2 separate regions of the Muntiacus reevesi genome follow, and region 2 is linked to region 1. The links are chromatin contacts, called in public Hi-C maps. All regions are on one chromosome and are shown on one strand. The core of a region is the stretch at or near the end of the contact, and the rest is flanking DNA. Distances in the headings are between cores, read along the strand shown. Region 1 holds the start of VPS36 (vacuolar protein sorting 36 homolog). Region 2 holds the start of SLC25A15 (solute carrier family 25 member 15).

Region 1 (6,459 bases), core at 2,382-4,881:
TGGCAACCCACTCCAGTATTCTTGCCTGGAGAATCCCATGGACAGAGAAGCCTGGCGGCTTATAGTTCATAAGTTCCCAAAGAGTCGGACAGAACTGAGCACACACGCTTCTGGTACTCTACTTCGTGGATCTTAGGTAAATCATGCTGCCTCTGAGAGTTCTCTTCTCGTTCAGTAAAATAGTCACCTCATATGCCCATTGAGAGGATTAAATTATGAAAAGCTTCTGGCACATAGTAGGTACTATGTTTATTCCAGGTTTGCTTGTTTTAATGCATTTCACACTCACAAAGAGCCAGGAGACACATGGTTGAATAGAGAGCATCCACTGGTCTTAGCCCTGCGCCCCCTGGCTGGGGGAACGGGTCGAGGGCAAAGCTGAGAAGGCTGGGAGGTCTGCAGGGCAGCGCTGAGACCAGGGGCCCAGTGAGAGATTCTGAAAGGGCCCTGCTCCCATATGCAAGCTGATGTGCAGCTTCCTGGAATCCTCAGGCCACAGGCCATCTGGACACCTTCCAGCAGAGCGAGGAGGCCAGGACACAAGACTGCCCCTGGGACTCAGTCTGGCCTCAGGTGATATTCGAGAAGGCTCGGCAAGTGACTGAGTAGATCCGGCCTGGGGACCACGGTGCCTTAGAGCTCTGCTTCGACTCCAAGACACGTACACCCCTCCCGCAGCACCCCCAGCTTGCAGAACAGTCAAGAATTCTTGACTAACAACAAGGACCTACTGTATAGCACAGAGAACTATATATCTCATAATAACCTCATTGAAAAAGACCCTGATGCTGGGAAAGATTGAGGGCAGGAGGAGAAGGGGGTGACAGAGGATGAGATGGGTGGATGGCATTATCGACTCAATGGATATGAATTTGAGCAAACTCTGGGAGATGGTGAAGGACAGGGAGGCCTCGAATGCTGCAGTCCATGAGGTCACAAAGAATCTGACATGACTGAGCAAGTGAACAACAAATAACCTGTAATGGAAAAGAATCTGAAGAATATATATATATATATAAAACAATTGAATCACTTTGCCGCACACCTGAAACTGACACAGCGTTGTAAATTAACTAAACTTCAGTAACAAGAATTGGTTATTAAAAAAAAAAAAAAAAAACTGTCTTAAATCAAAAGCATCAACTAAATTTTTCCCATAACTTTTTTCTTAATCCTCGGATACCTATATCTACTTGTCCCAAAAACAAGCAGAAATATAAATAAATAAAGGAAAAACTAAAATTTGCTGATTCAGCAATGGTTTTTTTCATATTCAACTACTAATAGTTTTGATTTTTTATTGTTTTAAAGATATTATAGTTATATTGTGTGTTAGCCAAGATGTCTCTAATTTGCATATTGGAATTAGGTAGAACAACATTGTGGTGATCCGAAAAAGCAAGACAGCCATCAGGGGGTTGACTTTGGAGCTATGTTTGAAGACTAGTTGTGTGGGGAAGTTCCAATCCCCTAAGGTAGGAGAGGTTGATTAAGCTTTCCAGTCACCACAGCTCCAAACGTGGAACCTCGGTTTACAAAAACAAAAACATTTAGCTAATCATGCCAACCAAAAGATGCAAACCCAATTTGAGATCAAGTTCATAAAAGTACCGAAGCAGTAAAAAGAGTTGTTATTTAGTCCATACCCAGTGTCTGCCTCTGCGACCCCAGAGGCTGTAGCCTGCCAGGCTTCTCTGTCCACGGGATCCTCCAGGCAAGAATACTGGAGTGGATTGCCATTCCCTTCTCCAGGGGAATCTCCCTGACCCAGGGATCGAACCCGTGTCTCCTGCATTGGCAGGTGGATTCTTAACCAGCTGAGCCACGGAGGAAGCCAGTAAACAGACTTTCTAAGTCCAAACAAACAAAAGATCTCTACCCAATAATGGAAACATGCAAAAATGCCCTCCAGGAGGCGGGGCACCGGGGTCCCCAGGCAGGTCAGCGGTGCCTCGGGCGGCTGTGTAAGCCCCGCCCTGGAAGGAAGGAGGCCTCCAGCTACTCTCCAGTACAGACCGGAAAAGCCTGGGTCTGGCAAAGAGCTCCAAAGTACAGGAGGAAGTTTCTCTCTAAGGAAGCTGCAAGGAAAGAGAAGGTAGCAGGGGAAAACTTCTGGAAGCTAAAAATGCTGATGAGCAAATTTTTTCCCCCTAATTCCATCTCATACATTTCATTCAGAACAGGATGATCGTTCGTAGTATGACGGTAGTCTCCAGTGAATGTGAACGCGTCCGTGAAACACAGGTAATATTTCTCCTTGCCATCTGCAAACACACCTCTTCACGGTTTACGCTTGGATTACCAGGCACGGCCTGTTCCATCACGCGACACAACAATCAAACCTCCTTTCCAACGTCTCTCCCGGACTCCGAGCAATCAACACACACAGAGCCTCTGGCCGAGGCGCCCCAGGAGAGGCGGGCTTTTCTCTTCGGAAATTCTTTCGGTTCGCCCGGCTCCCGCTACGGCCGGGACCGCCCTGTCCCCCGGGCTCCCCCAGGTCCCGGCGCCCGAAGCCACGCCCGGTTCGGGAGCGCAGGACACGGCGGCCTCGGGACAAAGGCGGAACCGGCCTGGCCGCCGCGATCGGGAGCGAGGACTCGGGGTTCCTTGCCCGCGTCCGCCGTGCCGCCCGGAGCGGGGGTCTCTCCCCGGGCTGGGAGAGGGGCGCCGCCCGCGCGCTCCCCCCGGGAGCCGTTCCCGAGTCGGGCCGGAGCCCGGCGCCGGGCGGGCGTGGACGGCGGGGGCGGCGCCGATCGGCGAGGCCAGCCGGGGAGCTGGGGTCGCGGAGCGAGGCCCGGCCGGCCGCCGCCCTACCTTCTCCTCGCCGTCGTAGATGCGCACCCCCCGCTGCTGGATCACCAGCGTCTCGTTGATCTCCAGGAGGCCGCTGGTCCACACGAAGCGGTCCATGGCCGCCGCCTGGCCGGCCTCCGCCGCTCGCCCGCGCTGGCGCTCCGGGACGGCGAGCCGAGCCGCCGGGCAGCCTGCGGCGCCCCCTGGCGGCGGGCGGGGCGGAGGCCGGCGGGAGGCAGCTGTCTGGCCCCGGAGCCCTGCGGAGCGCGCGCGGCCCCAGGGGCACTCGGGGACGTGGAGACGTGCTTGGTGCGCCCCCTGGCGGTCCATCGGGCACCGTCCCGGTGGGATCGTCCACCCCATCCTTTGTCCTTGTTGAGTCGCTCAGTCGTGTCGGACTCTGCGACCCCATGGACTGCAGCACGCCAGGCTTCCCTGTCCTTCACCATCTCCCGGAGCTTGCTCAAATTCGTCTCCATCGAGTCGGTGATGCCATCCAACCATCTCGTCCTTTGTCGTCCCCTTCTCCTCCTGCCTTCAATCTCTCCCAGCATCAGGTCTTTCCTAATGAGTCGGCTCTTCGCAGCCGGCGGCTGAAGTATTGGAGCTTCAGCTTCAGTCCTTCCAATGAATATTCAGGATTGATTTCCTTTAGGATTGACTGGTTTGATATCCTTGCAGTCCAAGGGACTCTCAAGGGTCTTTGTCCTCAGCCACAAACCCAGAGATTACAAGAGACTTTTAGGGAGCCCAGAACGCAGCTTGAACTTCCTGATTGCACACTATTCCTGCATATTTGTGCCGTTTTCTTGTCACTTCCCAGCATGCTGCCGTGTTCATTAAAGCCTGTCATTGAGAACTTTTTTCCCAGATGAATATTTATGACCTGATTTGTTTTCACACAGCTTCAATCAATATGTAAGTACTATTTTGAGAAAAGAGAAAAAAAGTACTATTTTGTGCCCCACTTTTTTCCCAATTAAAATCCTTTTCATTTAAACATTTCCAGTATTAAGACAGACTTCACAAATTTACTCTAGATAGTATTTCAGGACTATATAGATCTATTATAATTTACCTGTGGATGGTAAATTTACCACAGGTAAATATACCTGTGGATGGCAAACTAGTCCCTGACTGCCACTCCCACCTGCTGGGCCTTGGCATTTCTTTCTCTATCTTGCATTATAAATGAAGCACCTGTATTTGTACTTCTACAACTGATATGTATTTTCCCCTTTAGGATTATTTTCTTAGAGTGTCTTCCCAAAGTAGGATGACTGCTTTTAAGAGTTTGAACCCATGTTTCACAAACCTGCTATATATTGGGAACTTCTTGAGGCAGGATGTAGTACCACCAGCAAATTGTTCTTCATCCAAGCCAAGTTACCCTGGCTACATTAGATATTATCGTTTTTGTTATTTTTTTGCCACTTGACCATTTATTATTATTTTAATTAATTTATTCTAATTGGAGGATAATTACAGTGTTGTGTTGGTTTTGGCCATATATCAACATTAATCAGCCACAGGTATAGATGTGTCCCCCACATCCTGAACCCCTCTCCCACCTCCCTCCCCTCTATTCTTGTTTCTTCTTTTCACTTGCCGCTGAGACAATTTCTCAATACCTTTTAATCAAAAGATGATCTTTGTCCTGAAGAGTGGCTAACAGTGTGGACAACTCCTGCTCAGGAGCTGCAGAATATTCATTTACACCAAAGCGTACAGGTCAGGGGAGGAAGGGGTGTGGAGAAAGAGATGGAGAAGGAGCTGCTTGCTGATGAGGTAGGGAGACAACCAGGAGGGTGTGGGGTTCTGGAAGCCAAGAGAAGAGGGGGTACTGCGAGGAGGAAAGCTGGGCTGTGACAATTCTGCTGATGAGGCAGGTGCTGGAGGACTGATCCCGGCTTTTCTCCTGTGGACATTTTGGTGGCCTTGGCAGGAGTGGTCCAATGGAATGGTGGAAGAAAAAATCTTCATGATCTGATTTTAAATGAGAAAAAGAGGAGGGGACTTATAGACAGGGAGCATAGATGATCCTTTTGAGGAATTTTGCTGCCAAGAAAAGCAAAGAAATGGGTTGGTTTCTTTGCTCAAAAACAGAAGGGGAAGTGAGATTGCGTGAGAGTTAGGCTGGTTTTTGTTATTGTTTTGGCCTTGCCTTGCACCATGTGGGATCTTAGGTCCCTGACGGGGGATCGAACCTCTGCCCCTGCAGTGCCGCACAGAGTCCTAACCACTGGATTGCCAGGGAATTCTCAGAGTCCAGATCATTTCTTGATGCCCTTCCCAGTGATAAATTATATGATCTGAGTTTCTGGAAGATACAGTTTGGCTCATTACAACAAAATGCTTTATCCTACTTGGAAATTTCAACATGGGAAAGGACTGCCTCTGAAATCATCGATTTCTTTTCCAGGCTGTGCATGAGCATCAGCTACTGGAGACCCTAAGAGTGACACAAACTCGGATTGAACATCTGCAAGTCTCATAAAAGATGATTTTCAGAACCTGTGCAAATGAATGTGAAAACTTGTGCTGGGAGACCATGAACGTTCAAATTAACCCCAGAAAAGGATTTTTAAAGCCTAAAATTGGGAAAGTTATCAAAGAGTTAGCAAAAAAAGAAAACCAGAAAACACTTCTGGTCCAAACAGATTCACAGGTGAATTCTTTAAAACCTGGACAGAAAAAAATAATTCTTTTAGCAATTAAAGTTTTCTAGAGCATAAAAAAGGAAAGTTTCCAAATTCTGTTTGTGAAGCCAGAAAAACACTAATCCCAAAACTCAACAAAAATACCACAGGAATCTATACTAAAAAACAGTCACATTAGTATGAATGCAAAAGTTTATATTAAAATATTATTAATAGCAAAAATAAACAGAATAGTAAAAGAATGACAGCGCAATTCAAGTGCAGTTTATCCAAAGAGTACAAATACAATTCAATATTAGGAAAACTATTATTAAAATTTAACCTATTGAATATGTGTATATATATGGCTGAGGCTTCCCACGTGGCGCTAGTGGTAAAGAACCTGCCTCCCAATGCAGGAAACACAAGAGACTCAGGTTCGATCCCTGGGTCGGGAAGATCCACGGGAGTTGGAAGTGGCAACCCACTCCAGTATTCTTGCCTGGAGAATCCCATGGACAGAGGAGCCTGGTGGGCTACAGTCCCTGGGGCCCCAAAGGATCAGAGCACACACAGCACATGTATATGGCTGAGTCCCTTCACCATTCACCTGAAACTACCAAACTTGTTAACTGTCTATACTTCAATATAAAATAAAAAGTTTTTTTAAAAGTTAACAAAAAATTTAACCCACTGATAGACCACAGAAGAAAATTAAATGATCATCAAAGAAATTGTAAAAGACATTTGATGCAATTCAACACTGAGACTCTTGTCCAAAAATGCAGTTGAGCACAAGTTCCTTCCTTCCTTCCTCTCTTTTGGGTTCTTTTATTTATTTAGGTATAATTTATATACAATAAAACTTACCAGTTTTTAATATGCAATTTGATGAGTTTTAACTACCAATACATATGAGAGTGTGTGTGTGTAGCCATTGTGTAGAGAATATTACCATCACACCAGAAAGTTTCCTTGGATCCCTTTGTATTCAAATCCCCCACACATACTTCCTGGCCTCTAA
Region 2 (6,438 bases), core at 3,051-5,550, 190 kb before region 1:
TGGGGGGTCTCCTAGAGGCCTCCCCCGAGATTCTCTTTTTCATCTTCTATTCATGCCCTTCTCTAAGATGCCACATCACTCACACCCCTTTGCCTCATACCTTCCCTGAATTATAATTATTTGGTTTTTCTTCTGCTTGGACTGAGGGCTCTTTGAAGCTTGCCATTGTCTCTTTCTTTCTTTTTTAAATATTTGGAAAACCCAAACAAACTCTTTTGACTGACCCAATATTTATTAGCTGGTCCTTTTCAGAAGAAGTTTACTGAAACCTGTTTTATATCAGTCACGGTAACTTCATTCTCTTCCCAATGTTTAAGTTTGGGGTAGCATGAGGCCCAGTTCCAGACCAATGAAATATAAGGAGAAGTTTGACAGAGGGATTCCAGGGAAAATTTTTTTTCTCTGATAAAAAGTTGGTATGGGAGAATGCTTCCTGCCTTTGGATGTTGTGTGTGAAAATGTGATAGGCAGGGCTGTGGCAGCCATTTTGTGATCATGAGGAAAAGAAAAGACAAATATAGAAGTGGACCCAGATGCTTGAGCTGTTAAATTAACCAACCCTAGAACTTCCTATCTCTAGAAATATTTTTATTTTCAAAGTAAATGTACTGACAGCTGGACATTCTATTACTTGTAGCCAAATATGTACTAAAACATATATGAGAATATGATTTTTTAAATTATGGCATAGTATCTCCTCTTATTGATAACCCATTAAAGTTTAACCATTTAGGGGCATTTCTCCTCATTCTTTGCTATAATAAATTATCTTTCATTTTTAACATATATTTTACCAATTCAAACCTAAGGCTCTTAAAACATGTATCTTAGCTGATTTTCTTCTTTTTGCTTATACCATTAAAAAACTGCCAAGGAAAAGATAAATTAAAAAACTGTCCCCCTTTAAAACATTGCCCTAACAATGCTTTCACAGGACACAAATTACCCTCCTTTACCACACTTACAGAAATCCAAACATATTTATTTCAAATACAAATTCTATCGGATTCAAAAAAAATTTCACGGTTTTCAATAAAAGTTACATCAGCAGCCAAAAATATTCAATGGGAGTTAAAATTGTGTGATCAAAGCATTTTCTTCTTTCTCATTAACAAAAGGTACCCTTGAATGAGAGATAATTTATATTTCTGAATTATTTGCAGCTTCAATTAACACTTTGTTAAAACACATGCACATGGTATCAGGGCCCAAAGACTTCAAGTGGTGAAATTATTTCTTCTTTTAGTATCATTAACCAGCACATTGTGAAATTCTGTTGAAACAGCAGAAGCTCCCTTTTCCATGTAGCCACTCTGTCTGTCGCCTCACCTCTGACCTGCGTCATACCTGCCCTCTCACCCCAGAGCCAGCTGCACTGATGTCCCTGGATTATGCAATCCCAAGTGCTGCACACAGATGCCTGGAGCAAAGAGGTCAGTGCATTGACTTCTTTGCTGTTTTGAACCTGGATTTGAAATACCATGGGGTTGACTAACCTCTACAGAGAGCAGTGATGCATGACTCCAAAACTCTCTTCTCAAGAGGCCAACAGGTCCCTGGGGAATAGCCCTTAGGACGAACACTTTTATGATTTACTGGCAGTCAGGTGATTTTTCAATCTGTTCTCTGAGCTCCTGTGAGACGTTAAACCTTTTTACATCTACATATGTCTCTATTCCTAAAGCAAAGATAGCATATAGGGCCACCACTATAAGAGGTGATTTTTAATAAAATTTTATGAAGGGAGATATTATGGAGCTCTTTCCAGGAGAAAGGGTTTCTGCAACCCTCTTGCTTTTCAGAGGAGGCCTTCTGGGAGGTATTACTGTAGAGCGTAGCAGTTAACAATATGAACTCTGAGCCCCAGCTCTCCTCTTAGTAACTGCACAACATCAGTTAAGTCACTTGACCCCTCTAGGCCTCAGTTTCTTCACCTGCATCATTTTCCTGGCCATGCGGTAGTAAGCAAGACAGCAAGTGGAGAAGAAAACAGGTGAGAGTTTGTGCAAAAACGCAACTTTGTAGATAAGAGGTTAAAAACATGCACCGAAGTTTCCTGATTGCTTCTTACATTTATAGAATTGAGGCTAAGGGTTGTAAAGGAGAGGTGAGAGAGAGAAGAAATGTAAAAGCCTTGGGGAGAATGATGAGAGTTAAGGTGCTAAAGCAAGACAGGACAAAATGTCAGGAGACCCTGATCTGGAGTAGAAGCAGCACTACCCACCCCACCCCCCCACCCCCCATGCTGGATTGCTACTGCAGGCTCCCACAGCAGCGGGATTCAAAGAAGGCCACGATGCTGTCATGTGATAGCTGAGGTTTAGAAAGGTTAAATGACTCACTGAAGGTCATGGAGATTTTAACACGAGTGTCCTTGCTCCAAGTCCGGAGCTCTTTTTAATCTGTAACAGGAGGTCTAAGCCCGCCTCTAGTTAGCTCCTTTGGGCCTCATGTTTCTGGTTTGCAAAAGCCACCAGGCCAGGTGCCACAGAAAGTGCCAATCCTTTAGGACATTATACTGAAGGTTCTTCTCACTGGTTATGCTGCATGTCACTGGCCAAGTCGATGAAATGCCCTCGCTTGTTTCTGTAATTAAATTATGCTCTGGAAGCTTGAGTTCCAAAGTGCTGATTCTGTGAGAAGATGATGGTTTTGTGCTGCATTGAGAAGGGCTCCCATGCATGTATCAGGAGGTCTAACACCCTCACAGCACTTCCTCACCATCCCCACTCAGGTCTATTCAGCTGGGCATTCATGTTTAAGCATTGACATGTATTCAGTCACTCAGTTGTATCCAACTCTTTGTGAACCCATGGACTGTAGCTCACCAGTCTCCTCTGTCCATGGGATTCTCCAGGCAAGAACACTGGAGTGGGTTGCCATTTCCTCCTGCAGGGGATCTTCTGGAGCCAGGGATCGAACCCATCTCCTGAGTTGCAAGCAGATTCTTTACCCACTGAGTCACCTGGGAAGCCCTAACAGAAGTCACCTCAAATATTTGTCACTGGCCCTCACCAAAAAAAAAAAAAAAATCAGGCTTCCCAGGTGGCGCTAGTGGTAAAGAACCTGCCTGCCAATGCAACATAAGAGACATAAGAGAACCCATAAGAGACATGGGTTCGATCCTTGGGTTGGGAAGATCCCCTGGAGAAGGAAATGGCAACCCACTCCAGTATTCTTGTCTGGAGAATCCCATGGACAGAGGAGCCTGGCGGGCTACAGTCCATGGGGTCACAAAGAGACACAACTGAAGGGACTTAACACTTAGGATGCAGTCACCAAAAATCACTTAAGTTACACTGGCAGTAGTCCAACACCACATTCAAACAGGGCAGAAATGTAAAAGAAAAATGATAGCACAGTTTAAAGAAGAAAACAAGGTGTAGAAAAGGAAAATGAATTCATGACGTCTGAACCAAAGCACCAAGCCCATGACTGTTAATGGAACAGCTGTGAGTCACAAATCAACACCCTCCCAAATGAGTGAGTCTTTGCCTGGGACACTAGAGAAAATTCCTTTACTCCCCGTGCACAACAGAAACCTTGAACTGTGCTTTTTAATAAAATGCCAAAGAAGTGCACAAATAGTCTATAATTCATTGTGCTTAGTCATGCGCTTAGTCGCTCAGTCGTGTCTGACTCTTTTCGACCCCATGGACTGTACCCGGCCAGGCTCCTCTGTCCATGGAATTCTCCAGACAAGAACATTGGAGTGGGTTGCCATGCCCTCCTCCAGGGGATCTTCCCAACCTAGGGATGGAACCCAGGTCCCCTTCATTGCAGGCGGATTCTTTACTGTCTGAGATACCCATTGGAAACTATTCTTTAAAAAGACAAGAGTTAAGTTTTCATTGGTGGGTGTGCTTTCCCCAAATGTCATCGGTGTAGGTTTCCTCGTGGAAGGCGGAATGGGAAATGTTTGGGGTTTTGTTTTTACCGGCAATAAGCGAATGTACTTTTCATCACTACCATTTCAGCACTTTGGGGCTCAATTATAACAAAATGAAGGTCTGAGCCCCGAGTGCCAGCCAAGTCAACATCCTTCAGACTTCAGTCACTGGTCTAACTCCAGGTACCCCCAGCCCCAGCCCTGAGATCGAGCTAGATACGAGCTCACCGCGGACCTCCGGGAACCGAGCCGGCAGCAAAGCGACGTGGAGGCCCGAGCTCCCAGCCGGCCCTCCCGCCCCGCCGCCCGGCCGGCTCCTCCCGCTCGCGGCCCCCAGCGGTCCCGGAGCCCGAGCGCGCCGCCGCGCCGCGCCGACTTCCGCTTCCCTGGCCGGCGGGCGGGAGGCGCTGCAGCCCCGGGCCCGCGCCGCCCACGCCGCCCGCCCCGGCCGCAGGGGCGCTCCGGAGCCCCGGGGGCCGCCCGCCGGCGGCAGTCGGGCGCGGGAGGCGGGGCTGGAGGGCTGGGCTGCGGCCGACGTGGGTGTTAAGCGGCCACCCCCGCCGCCGATCCAGAGCCGAGAGCGGGCGGCGGAGCGCGAGCAGGACGCGGTGGTGAGCGCAGCCCGGTCAGGCGCTCGCGGCTGCTGGGAACCGGCCGGGAGGGAGCGGGGAGCGGGCGGGCCTCGGCGCCCGGGCGGCGTGACCTTCCCGGGCGGCGGGGATCCGGAGTCCCCGGGCCCACACGCGCCGCCCACGTGCCCGGGGATCCCGCGGGCGCCCCTTTCCCGCGCTCGGCCCTGGACTTCCCCGTAGACCCTCGGGCCCCGCGGCCTCCTGCGCGCCGCGGTCACCGCCCGGGAAAGCTTGTCCTCCTTTGCCCTCCTAGTCGTGTCACCCAGCCTCCTGGCTCCGCGCGGCGCCGGGCAGGGCGGAGGCGCGTATGAATGGGAGGCTCGGGCTGGTTGCTGGGCAGAGTCAGCGGGCGTTTAGAGTCGGGAAGAAGTTGGAAGTCGTCTCCCTAAGCTACCCCTTTGGGCGGACCGGGATCCCGAGCCCCTGAAGCCGGGGCTCCGGTCTCTCGGCTGCTAAGTGGCGAGACTGGTTTGCATCCTTGCGCCCGTGGGGCGCCCCTCTCTGGGCGCTCTGATGGCAGGCGGCCTCCCGCCACCCCAGCTTCGGCCTGAAGCTGGAATCTTCCCTAAGCTGTGATCTGGTGGGGGAAGGCGGGGGTCCTCGGATTCTCCCGCACGAGAAACAAATTTCCCCGAGGAATGGGAAATGTACATGGTCTTCTGGAGTGGGACTCCGGTGTAGTTTCAAGTGTAGAAAGAAGGATAAAGGGACGCCCGCAAGGTTCAGTTTTTCTGTTTCTGTTGGTACCGAAGGCTCATGAATTAGTTTCTCAGGTTGATCAGTCCTGCCGCCCTCAAACCATATGTCTTCCTCAAACCAAAGTCACGCATAGTTTGAAACAGTTGCTCATATCTTCTGAGTTAATCTCAGTTCCCATCACTGTTAACAGTCCTAATAATTCTATAAGTAGTTATGTGCAGGAGTTGATGTGTTTAAGTCTGACTTGCCTAAAAGGGTTAAATTCGCGTTGATGACATAGTGCCATCTGCTATGCCCCTTTCTTTCTAAGGGAGAAATGTACCCTCCTGCCCACCCCACCCCCGCAAATGAACCCCTTTGGATGCGCCCCATCTGTGGCTCCTTTTCCCTCTAAAATGCAGGGTGGAGTGCTTTGTTTTCTCCTTTTGACCAGGTGGGAATCCTCTGGAATTAATTATTGGTCGATAAGCACAGACCCAAAAGGCAAGACTTGGGTTGAATGCTGTTTGCGCAGACTTGTGTGACCTTGGATGAGCTGTTGCCGTCCTCTGGCTTCAGTTTTTCCATTTGGAAAAGGAGGAGATTGGATTAGGACCCTGATATCCTTCTCTCCATACTGGATGGTCCCCGTCTTATCAACATTAGTAATTGGCACTGCCCTTCCAGACCTATAGGTAACATAAAGTTGGTGGTTTTTATGTCTGAGTTAATTGCTTTATAAAGTGCTGTACTTTTGTTGTTGCTAGTTTTAAAACTTTTTTTTAAAGCGAGATTCTTGGTGTCTGGTCATTGACAACATACTTTAAGTGGCTGAAAAACTTCTTGGAGGCTAAAATTATTTTCTACTAGTGATTAGAGTGATGTTGGTATTCACAGAGCATCCAGCCCACCCACCCCCTCTGAGAGGTGGCCTGACCGGGTGTGATGTCTTAGGTGTGATGGTTAAAAAGTGTTCCTTGTTATTCACACGAAAGAATATTCTGTTAAAGAACCACCTCCTCTTTTCTAGTCAATATTTATTTAAGTCCTTGCCATGGCAGCAGTTGATTTTTTTTTTTTTTTTTTGTCTAAAGGTAGAAAAGTAGATCTGGTTTTCCCCAAGCTTCTAGACTCCAGCTCAAACCTACTGAATCAAGATCACCAGGAGATTGGCCTGGTTATTTGAATATTTAACAAGTGTCCCAGGTGATTTTTATCTAGCTAATTTGGGGGGCACTG

Evidence for each region. A called contact is a pair of places that touch in the nucleus more often than the background predicts.
Region 2: a contact with region 1 is called in a Hi-C map of muscle, with 6 times the contacts expected there. The contact joins the promoter of SLC25A15 here to the promoter of VPS36 in region 1. A contact is called at or near these places in 2 of 3 Hi-C or Micro-C datasets (blood and muscle).

The regions. Positions count from the first base shown.
Region 1 is chr11:20,107,652-20,114,110 of mMunRee1.1, reverse strand. VPS36 (vacuolar protein sorting 36 homolog) reads right to left here and starts at 3,631. Exons shown (of 14, transcript XM_065901885.1): 1 at 2,818-3,631. The coding sequence starts at 3,159.
Region 2 is chr11:20,299,856-20,306,293 of mMunRee1.1, reverse strand. SLC25A15 (solute carrier family 25 member 15) reads left to right here and starts at 4,300. Exons shown (of 7, transcript XM_065901941.1): 1 at 4,300-4,514.